Regions from separate parts of the Mus musculus genome. Here region 2 is linked to region 1. The links are chromatin contacts, called in public Hi-C maps. All regions are on one chromosome and are shown on one strand. Each heading gives the region's core, a stretch centred on a gene start, on an enhancer-like site or on the middle of the called end of the contact. The rest is flanking DNA. Distances are from core to core; before and after follow the strand shown. Region 1 overlaps Cdk5rap2 (CDK5 regulatory subunit associated protein 2). Region 2 overlaps Cdk5rap2 (CDK5 regulatory subunit associated protein 2).

Region 1 (4,753 bases), core at 829-3,328:
GTCCTGTGGGTATTGGTGCCTTGTTTACAAGAAGCAGCAACGTTACAGAAAGAAAGGGAGCTTTAAGTTAAAAGGACTTGCAGGAAATCCGAGGGTGGACAGTCCTGGGGTTTTCTTAGCAGCTGCTACACACTCACCCCTTGAGCAGTTCATTCTGGGGATGTGGTTCCACTCTGGCTGATTTTCCTGGAAGCAGAGAGAACATCAGAGGATGAAAACAGTTTTCAAAACGGTTTGCTGGCACTTCCTTGTCCAGGTATTTGCAGAGCCATGGACCTGTCAGTTTCAGCTGAGTTTACTCATACTAGCTCCTCAGGAACTGGGTCCAGATAACTGGACTCAACTTAGGAAGCGGCCACAACGGTCTCTCTGAATGCTGCTCCTTCCACTCTCTAAACACGGTAACAGCAGGGCCTAGCTGCAAAGGCCTGTCATCCTAGCTATTTAGGAGACCAAGGCAGGAGGGTCCTAAATTCAAGTTGGTTCAAGCAACTTAGTAAGACTGTTTCATAATAATAATAATAATAATAATAATAAAAAGCACAAGATATGCTACTAGATCTAAGGAAACAGCTTAGTCAGTAAAGTGCCATACAAGCGTTAGGACCAGAGTTTGCTCCCTAGCACCTACTAATATATATTTGTATGTATATGTGTGTGTGTGTGTGCATATATATATATATGTATATATATATACATATATATATATATATACATATATATATATATATGCAGCAGCTTATGTCTAGAATTCCAGCCCTGGAGAGAGGGAGACAGAAGATCCCCAGGCCGTCTTCTTGGACAGGCAGTCTAGAAAAACCAGTCATCTCCAAGTTGAATGATACGGAAGATAGGGAAGACATGTAACATCAACCTCTGTCCTCTACTCCAGCAGCCCCTACCTTACACTTACACATACATACACACACACACACGCGCGCGCGCGCACACACACGCACCTGCACAAACACATGTATACACACATGAGCAGGTACATACACAGATACAAAATTTTTATAGGAGGGCTAGAGAGCGACTGTAGTGGTGCACAGGTTAGTGGTACGGTACAGCACAGGTGAAGTTCTGGGTTCCATCCCTAGTACCATAGAACATAACACAAATATCCTGTGGCACTAGAAAAATATATGCTCACCATGGGGAGTGAGCAATAGAATTATAAAGCCTCCTCTTCCCGCCCCTCCCCCGAGCTGGCACGCTCTTGAACTGCCTTCTGTTCTCTCCTCCAGGCATGTGGGCAGAGATGATGCTGACTTCATTTTTGCACAACCCATTTTAGTATATGCATTTCTCCTACTAAGTTTGCTTTAGAGACCTCCATTGTGAAGATCATGCTAACATTCTATGGCAGGAACACGTGGACTGTATCTTGCAGTTCCCTAGTGGGTATTTAGGTCATCTCCAAATTTTCATTTTAGTAAATAAATGACACAAATATATCTGTGCACACGGCTTTATCTGCATTTAAATTATTTCCCTAGGAAAGACGCTCAGAACTGGGATTAGTGGGGAAAGCAGTATTGAAAAGTGCAGTTGAGTGCAGTTGAAAAGGCCACTGTCGACAGCAGGGGAAATGACTAACAGAAACAACAAAAGAAAACAAAAATAAAGCACAGGATGCTGTTGGGAGAAAGACGCTGTGCTCTGTTCTTGCGTGTCATCGTTTGAAAGGATGCACAGGCCCAGATTTCAAAGCAACTAACAACTTTATTTTAAAAATACTTCAAAACTCTGGAAATTGCAGACCAGGATGAGCTCTTTGAAGAAACTGATGCATGGCTAAAGAAGAAGATAAAAAAGCCCTTCTTTCGTTGCCTTGAAAAAGGAGACTATAATTAGACTGTCCCCACAGTGCTCTAAACTCCCAAAGGAAAAGTCCCAAAACATCCCCGGTAAGGAAAAAGAACACCAGAGCGAGTGGGTTTGTTTCTCATCGGGATTCAGCTTACAGTTCTCACAGGGGGGCCTGCGTGGCAGGCAGGCTCCATCTCTACCCCGGCAGGTCACCACATACCTGCTACTGTACAGCACTGTTACCCTCAGAAAAAAAGACGCATGGACCCAGTGTGGAGGCAGCAGCCCTGAGCACAATGACTTTAGAATGGACTCTCCGCCTTGGGTTCACTATAATCCTACAGTACCAACACTTGCTTCCACTTTACAGCAGGAAGGGCAAGCCCGAGGCTCTGCGCTCTATTCTCACCTTACTGCAGGCTACAGCTCAGAAGCGAGCAGGGTCATGGCAGGTACAGTCAACACTCTATGCCTGGATTTTCTTGGTCATATCTTTCCCATACTAGGGAGACTCTGTGGCTTCCAGAGGTTGGCTGTCGACCAGCCTGGTAGATGCTCTCACGTCTCTAGTGCGTGTCTATGTGTGACTTCTGTACAACTCGTCAAAAGGAGGAAGTCATAGTGACTAAGCCAGATCTCAAAGCCCCAGAGTGAAGGATGGTCCCTAATGGGTCAGGCACCTATCTTCTGAAGGAACAGCCTAGTTGGCACTGGGGCTGCTCACCAGCCTTCAGCTGATGAAAAGCCTCCAACCTCAGACCTCAAGACAGGCCACCAGCCAAGCCTTGCCACCAGCTAGAAGCTACATAAGTACCGCCAAGCAAACACAAGATGGCAGCCTGCTCCATGGGGATCACTGTACACTGAGAGTCATTTCCTTCAGGCACATAGCAGATGTCTTTGGTCTGGGATAGCTGTAAGCATCCTGAGCCTCCCAATCATGAGTACATCTTAAAACCATCAAAGATCTGGACTCATGCCCACAGAAGCAAGTGTCTCAGTGCCACCAACAGAGTGAGCTCTCTCACTGTTAAATAAAAGATCTTTTGAGTAGCTTGTATTACATCCATCCATTCCTCTATCACAATAGGGTCCTTTTAAAGTGAAGTGACAAATGGCCGTCATTTGGGGATTCATGAGGGGATCGTAACCACTGATAAACTGAGTTTCTTGGTGGAAACTGCCTCCACATAGGTGGCAGGAGACCATCTGTCAGCTATGGCAGGAGCTTGGGATGCACAGCATGAAAGCACTGTTTCCAGCTCTCTGGCAAACCTAAGAACTGTGAGCTCATGCAGTGAGGGAGTATCATGTTTTAAAACAGACATCAAAAAAAAAAAAAAAAAAAAAAAAAAAACCCAGCTTTCCCTTTCTTGGGTGACAAACAAGAAGACCACAGTGAGAATGTGACTTGTGAATGGCTAACCAGACTGTCGCTTGCTGCTCTTCAGAAGCCTCTTTTGGCACACAATTTCTCACCACGACTCGACATGATCCCCGTACTCAAACCCAAGTTCCTGGTGTCTCCAACTCCAGGCCATTCTTCTTCTCTCCTTTCGACCACGGCTCCTCTCAGGAGCCTGGCACACACCGAGGATAGAAGGGTGGATGCAGAGCTGTCCGGTCTGTCCTCGGTGAGCTCACCTCCAAGGAGACAGTTACAGGGTGTGGGGATGAGGGACAGTGTGGTAGCGGTGAAGGCAAACACAGTCCAGTATCAGCCAGAGGGGAAATTAGAGGTGGGGGATGGAGGGAGCTTTGTGCCTCTCCCCTCCGCCCCAAGGTTCATTTGTTTGCTTTTAAGGCAAAAATCTTCTATGTATCCCAAGCCAGCCATACACCCACAATCTTCTTCCTCAGCCCTGCTTGGGATGATAAACCTGTGCTACCATGCCAGGCATCTGGGCTTCATCTCTGAAGCAAAAACCATTCTATACAGAGGAGGTGATTCCATGGTGACAGGAGTCAGACCCTTTGTTTAACAGCCTGGGACACTGTTATCATCCATCCCTCCTCTCCTCTCCCCTCCCCTCCCCTCCCCTCCCCTCTCCTCCTCTCCCCTCCCCTCCCCTCCCCTCCCCTCCCCTCCCTCCTTCCCTTCCTCCCTTTTGTCTGAAGTTTTCCCTCTTCTCCCAGTCCTTCCCTTCATGGATCTCCCCTCTACCCTACCTCCCAATCCTCTCTTCCTCGATTTCTCTTCAGAAAAGGGCAGACCTCTCATGGATACCAACCATGGCAATATCAAGTTACAGACAGACCAGGTACCTCTTGCAATGCTTGCTGTCACTTCCCAAATGCTGTATGTTTCCAAGGGCAACACGAGACACTTAAAATAAGCTCACTTAATCCTTACAAACAACTCTGCTAAGGTAGGTGCTGCTACTTCCATAGAAGACATATGACCTTTGAAGTCGAATGACCCATAAACCAGGGTATTAACTCCAATATCTGACTCCAAAGGCCACTCTAGCTTCCCTCTGATAGCCTATACCACAAAGTCAGACTGACATGTGTGAGTTGCAGATAACCCAGAGTGAAGTACAGGAACAAGCTCTCTCTTCTATGGGGTGAACAGAGAGAGCTTTGAGAGGAGCGATACAATTTCTATAGAGAGTGAGTACAGCCTGGGTAGAAAGGCACTGGTCTGAGCAGTCAGAGAACGGGAAACGTGACAGGAACCTTTGGTCTCCACATCCAGCCTGACTCGAATGAGACAGGGACACAGATATCGAAGTGGTCTGAACCGGCTGTGAAAGAAAACCTCCAATTCGGACTCTGCCATCTCCTGTGTGACCTCTCATGCTCCTCACATGTATAGTTCCTCCTGTGCTGAGAATACAGCAAACATACAGTGAACGCCACCTTCCACATCCCTGCACTGGTTTTTCCATCACACCAGGGAAAGTCTTGAGAAGGAATGAGGAAAAGTGTCAAGGCAAAG
Region 2 (4,753 bases), core at 1,319-3,818, 38 kb after region 1:
CAGAGTCACATACCTGAATGTGAGGGTCATAACAACACCAGCAACAGTAAATGGTTTCTGAACACATGACAACCAAAAATAACTTCAAACTCTAATGGGTTTGTGGTATCAATCGCCCATATCGCAGGAGACAACTTCAACACAGCTTTTACTCTAAAAGGTGGATACATACACCCTGCAGTGTGCACACCAGCACACTATGTAATACCAACCACCATGACTCCTATTTGAGACTACTGAATGCTATCAGTTACTGTACACACGTTACTGCTCTTATAGGCACATGCATTAATTACCGAAAATAGATTTAGTACTTTCTTGTCATCTCTCAGTGTGTAAGCATCAAATTGGTACAATTTTGAAAAACTGCTATTTGAGTTGGTGGCAAAATCTCATTAAAAATTTGTTAAATGAAGTGTGGCTTGAGATTAAGTCAGAATTGCCAATAATTTTTTATACCTTATTGCATTTTGTGTATTAATCTGTGTCTTTGTACATACATAAATATTTTTAATGCATGTGTGTGCAACTGTGTACATGCAGAGGCCAATAGTGTTATAGGTATTTGAAGGCTCCCAGTTTTTCGTAGGTACTTGGATCCCAAATCTAGTCCTCATTATAGTGCACCAAGCACTCTTAGCTGCTGAGTTATCTCTCCATCCCTGTCCAGCAATTCCTGAAGTGGCCCCTAAACACTCTTCTGCATTTCTGAACAACATATTTATATGAAGCAACATTCATAGAATTGATATTATAAAATCAAAATGTCAATCAACTCTGAGCAATGTTGCAGATCCTATACGCCCTACATGATAAATATTCAGCCAAGATTTAAGCCTTTAAATAAAAATAAACAAGTACATCCACCTCATTAGCATTTAAATTCGCTTCTATCTTTAAAAAATGGTAAAACTATGTGTACACCAAAGGCTTGCTTTAAAACCCATTTCTTTATGATTTGTTATCAGAAGCTGTGCACTGTGCACAGCTAGATGGCTAAGACTGTGTAGAAACTCCTCAGGGGAAAACAGGTCGCCAGGTGGAAAAATTTACAAGCCATTACTGGAGATTCACCCAAGGTCTATTTCTTAATCAATGTGACAGCCTTACTAACACCTGAGCTCCATTAAATGAAGCTCTATCTCCATGTCTTCCCATCCCCAGCTCTCTAACCACACTTCAGAATGACAAAAACAAAAAACCAAAAAGCAACAACAAAAAAACACAAGGAAGTGACAGCAACTACTAATCTTCCTGAGTACTATATCTTGTCAGCATCCTCCTTCTCACATGTCCCCAACTAGAGATGTCAGTTCCACAAGCTGCAGTCATGGGGTTCAACATTCACTACCCTGACTATGTCCTGCTAAAATTACCCTATATGATGGTGACTCCTGTAGCATCAAGTAATAACTGGCAAACACATATAAGAAAACAGGTGCACCTCAACAGAGACTTTTGTCATTAAACTCATTAAAACAGCAGCATAGCAGTTGGTCACCTGGATGATTTCTACATAAACTATCCACACTCAGGAAATGTGCACCCTTCAAGTCCTCATGGGATGGTTCTCATTAGGGGCAGTCTCTTTGGAAAGAAACAAGACAAAATCTATTAGGCCTCCAAACTATTCCTACCTTTATCATTTAAGACTTGTTAGGGAGCCGGGCGGTGGTGGCGCACGCCTTTAATTCCAGCACTTGGGAGGCAGAGGCAAATGGATTTCTGAGTTCGAGGCCAGACTGGTCGACAAAGTGAGTTCCAGGACAGCCAGGGCTATACAGAGAAACCCTGTCTCTAAAAACAAAACAAAACAAAACAAAACAAAACAAAACAAGACTTGTTAGGGGAGGGTAGCTCAAAACAAACTGTATGGTTGCTGCGTATCAGTATACATTGGAATTAGAAATCTGGGAATACAATCTAAGGAAAGAAACTTTAAAGCAGGGAAAGACTGTGTACAGACAATTTGCAACAACCACTTGAAGCAATCCATGTGCCAACAAGTAGTTAGGCCATTAAACTGCAGTTCCTCTGCAAGATGGTAATGATGCAATGACTAAACGACAATTAAAAAAAACAACAGGAGAGAAAACCACATTTCAATGCAAGTGGCACAATCAGATCAGAAGGGAAGGCTTAGAAATCGCGATTGTGCTATTTTCAATCAACAGGATTAAGGTCAGTTATCCATATTCTAAGATCTCTCTCTGTTCTCTCCCCTTCCAGCCCCAACTCACTCTCTCTCTCCCTCTCTCTCTCTCTCTCTCTCTCTTTCTCTCTCAGGGTTTCTCTGTGTAGCCTTAGCTGTCCTGGAACTCACTCTGTAGACCAGGCTGGCCTCGAACTCAGAAATCCGCCTGGCTCTGCCTCTTTTTTTTTTTTTTTAAAGATTTATTTATTTATTATATATGTAAGTACACTGTAGCTGTACACTGTAGTCTCTTTTTCTGATTTACAGCCTCCAAGAGAACAGACATAATACTCTGCCCTCCCTCCCCCTATAAGTCTTGCTGCTCAGAGAAAGCAGTGGACAACGTGGCCATTTCCAGCTGGTCCTGCCTTGTTTTTTGTGAAGGAGACTGACACTCCCTCCCGGAGAACAACAGTCTCCTCTTTTTCCCACGGTACCTCATCCTGGATCCCTCTCCTCTCTCAGTTCCAAAATATAACCATCTTTACATGCATGTACTCCCATCCCATTCCGGGGAAGGCAGGGGAACTGTGCTAAAGGAAAAAGCTTTTCACAGGGAACATCAAATTGAAGTGCAATCTGACAAATGACTCAAATCCAAATCGGCTGGTATTAAGATCTTAGAGTGGGCAGAGGAAAAGGCCTCTATTCTCCAAAGGACATAATGGGACATTTAACAGATTTTTTTCAAAGGGCAAATGAACAAACAAAACTCGGCATTTACAGCTCAAATGGAGCTGCTGAAGAAGGAGCTGCTTATTAAAAACTCAGCCTCAGAGGAAGTAAGCTGGGAGACTTGTTTCTCCCGTAAGTGGCTTGCCGTTGCTCTTGGTTTTCAAAATTATCCGGAGCCCTGGAGGCCAAGATCAATAATAATCCCTGACTCAAAGAAAGCAGACGGCCAAAGCACAGCATAAATATAGTACCTCTGAGCAGTTCCCACTGGGAAAGTGGGAAGACAGCCCATAAACCTCTCCAAAGAAATGGTATGGCCATAGATGTGAGGCCTTATATACCTGGTATTCCAGGCTGAGTTAAGTCCACCCAGGAAAATGTCAGTTTTGATCCTGAGGGACTTCTGTAAGGAAAGATCCTTTGCATTCATGGTGAAACAGCCTGGCTTCAGCAATGACACTGATTCACACATGGGGCCGGGTTCTTTCACTGGAGAGATGAGCTAGCCACGCCTAGAGGAACTCAACATCTCCTGCTCCCAACAGAGCTTCAGGGTCCTTCCCTGTACAGCATGGTTACAAACAGGAAAAGAGACAAATGTCAGAAGTGACGTGGGGGTGGGGAGCAGGTGGGGTATGTAGACATCTTCCTTTAAGTTATGGATATTCCAAGGCTGGACGCATACTATGCAAGCTCTCTGGAGCCATGGCCATTCTCCAAAGAGCTCTAAGATGACATCACTCATCAGATGTACCATCTGCAGCAAATACCCAGAGCCAGGCCACAGTAACATCACAGGATATCAAGCACGTAAGACATGGCCTGAGTTGGAGGAAGCACATGGACAGACTCAATGACCAACGGGGCCCTCAAGACTCTACCACAGCAAAGGCAAGTTCAAAGAACTCCCTCAAATAGACATGCAGTGTGTGTGTGTGTGTGTGTGTGTGTGTGTGTGTCTGTCTGTCTGTCTGTCTGTCTGTGTCTATGTCAGGTATCCTGTCTGTCTGTCTGTCTGTCTGTCTGTCTGTGTCTATGTCAGGTATCCTCTATGCAATTAGCACATGGCAACAAGCAAGACTCTTCTTCTTACCTCTTCTTGTTTTGTTAACTCAAGTCTGTCACTTCCCTGGAAACCCACAGAAGAGAGATCAAAAATGGTTTTCTTCAGGTGCTGGTTGTCTGTGTGCAGGTCCTTCACAAGCTGTATGAGGTCACTGACCTGGAGGAAAGAGCAAAGACATAGAGGTCTCACTTCAAGGCAGAGGCATGAGACTTGTGAGAAGGCTACCTGAGCTATCCTCAGCAGCTTGTCTACTGACAAGGTTAGAATAAGGTCTATAGAATGAGAATGTGCTAGGATCACAGCCACAGAACACTAGAGGCATTTGGTCAATGGCAACTAACATGTTTCTGTCTTGTGACAAAGCATTCTGGAAGAAAGACTCCCCAGAGGTGAAGTTTCTCCAACTATGTCAGATCATCCTTCATAGCAGAGACCTCCTTCTCTCTATGCACAGTTAGCGATGACAGTTATAATGAGCTGTCCTTAGAGCAATACACACACACACACACACACACACACACACACACACACACACACACACGCTACGAGGTTTAGTCAATCATTCTCGGCAAAACTCCTTCCTGATGAGGAACCAGTCATACAAAGAAGTTCACTGTCTGGCTGGCACAGCTGGCACATCTGGAAAACTGTGTAACACGTACCAAGAATCAAAGAGCCAACATGGGACAGAGCAGCAGACTCCAAGGAAGACAGCACACAGTGCCTAAGCTCAGCCCAGTACTCCAGGTCCAGGTCTTGCTAGGCCAAGTGCACAGGCAATTGAGCAGACTCATTTTGTTTCCTATGAGTTCCAAATG

Evidence for each region. A called contact is a pair of places that touch in the nucleus more often than the background predicts.
Region 2: a contact with region 1 is called in a Hi-C map of cerebral cortex, with 1.7 times the contacts expected there. The contact joins two enhancer-like sites. A contact is called at or near these places in 1 of 39 promoter capture datasets (liver), 2 of 15 datasets of contacts at CTCF or cohesin (liver and pro-B cells), 42 of 484 Hi-C or Micro-C datasets (the AML12 cell line, B cells, ECoMG-derived neutrophils and 29 more), 5 of 115 datasets of contacts at active chromatin or transcription factors (CD8 T cells, astrocytes, embryonic stem cells and 1 more) and 3 of 9 other capture datasets (adipose tissue, embryonic stem cells and liver).

The regions. Positions count from the first base shown.
Region 1 is chr4:70,257,198-70,261,950 of GRCm38.p6, forward strand. Cdk5rap2 (CDK5 regulatory subunit associated protein 2) reads right to left here. Exons shown (of 37, transcript NM_145990.4): 26 at 138-186. Among named protein-coding and RNA genes, the nearest start is that of Cdk5rap2, 150 kb to the right of the region's middle. Within about 2 kb of position 2,079, at least 41 of the 459 cell types and tissues checked have an H3K27ac peak or open chromatin away from gene starts, as enhancers often do. A contact at or near this core is called in cerebral cortex and cortical glia, where this site is marked.
Region 2 is chr4:70,294,858-70,299,610 of GRCm38.p6, forward strand. It overlaps Cdk5rap2 (CDK5 regulatory subunit associated protein 2), which reads right to left. Exons shown (of 37, transcript NM_145990.4): 18 at 3,963-4,091. Among named protein-coding and RNA genes, the nearest start is that of Cdk5rap2, 110 kb to the right of the region's middle. Within about 2 kb of position 2,569, at least 12 of the 459 cell types and tissues checked have an H3K27ac peak or open chromatin away from gene starts, as enhancers often do. A contact at or near this core is called in cerebral cortex and cortical glia, where this site is marked.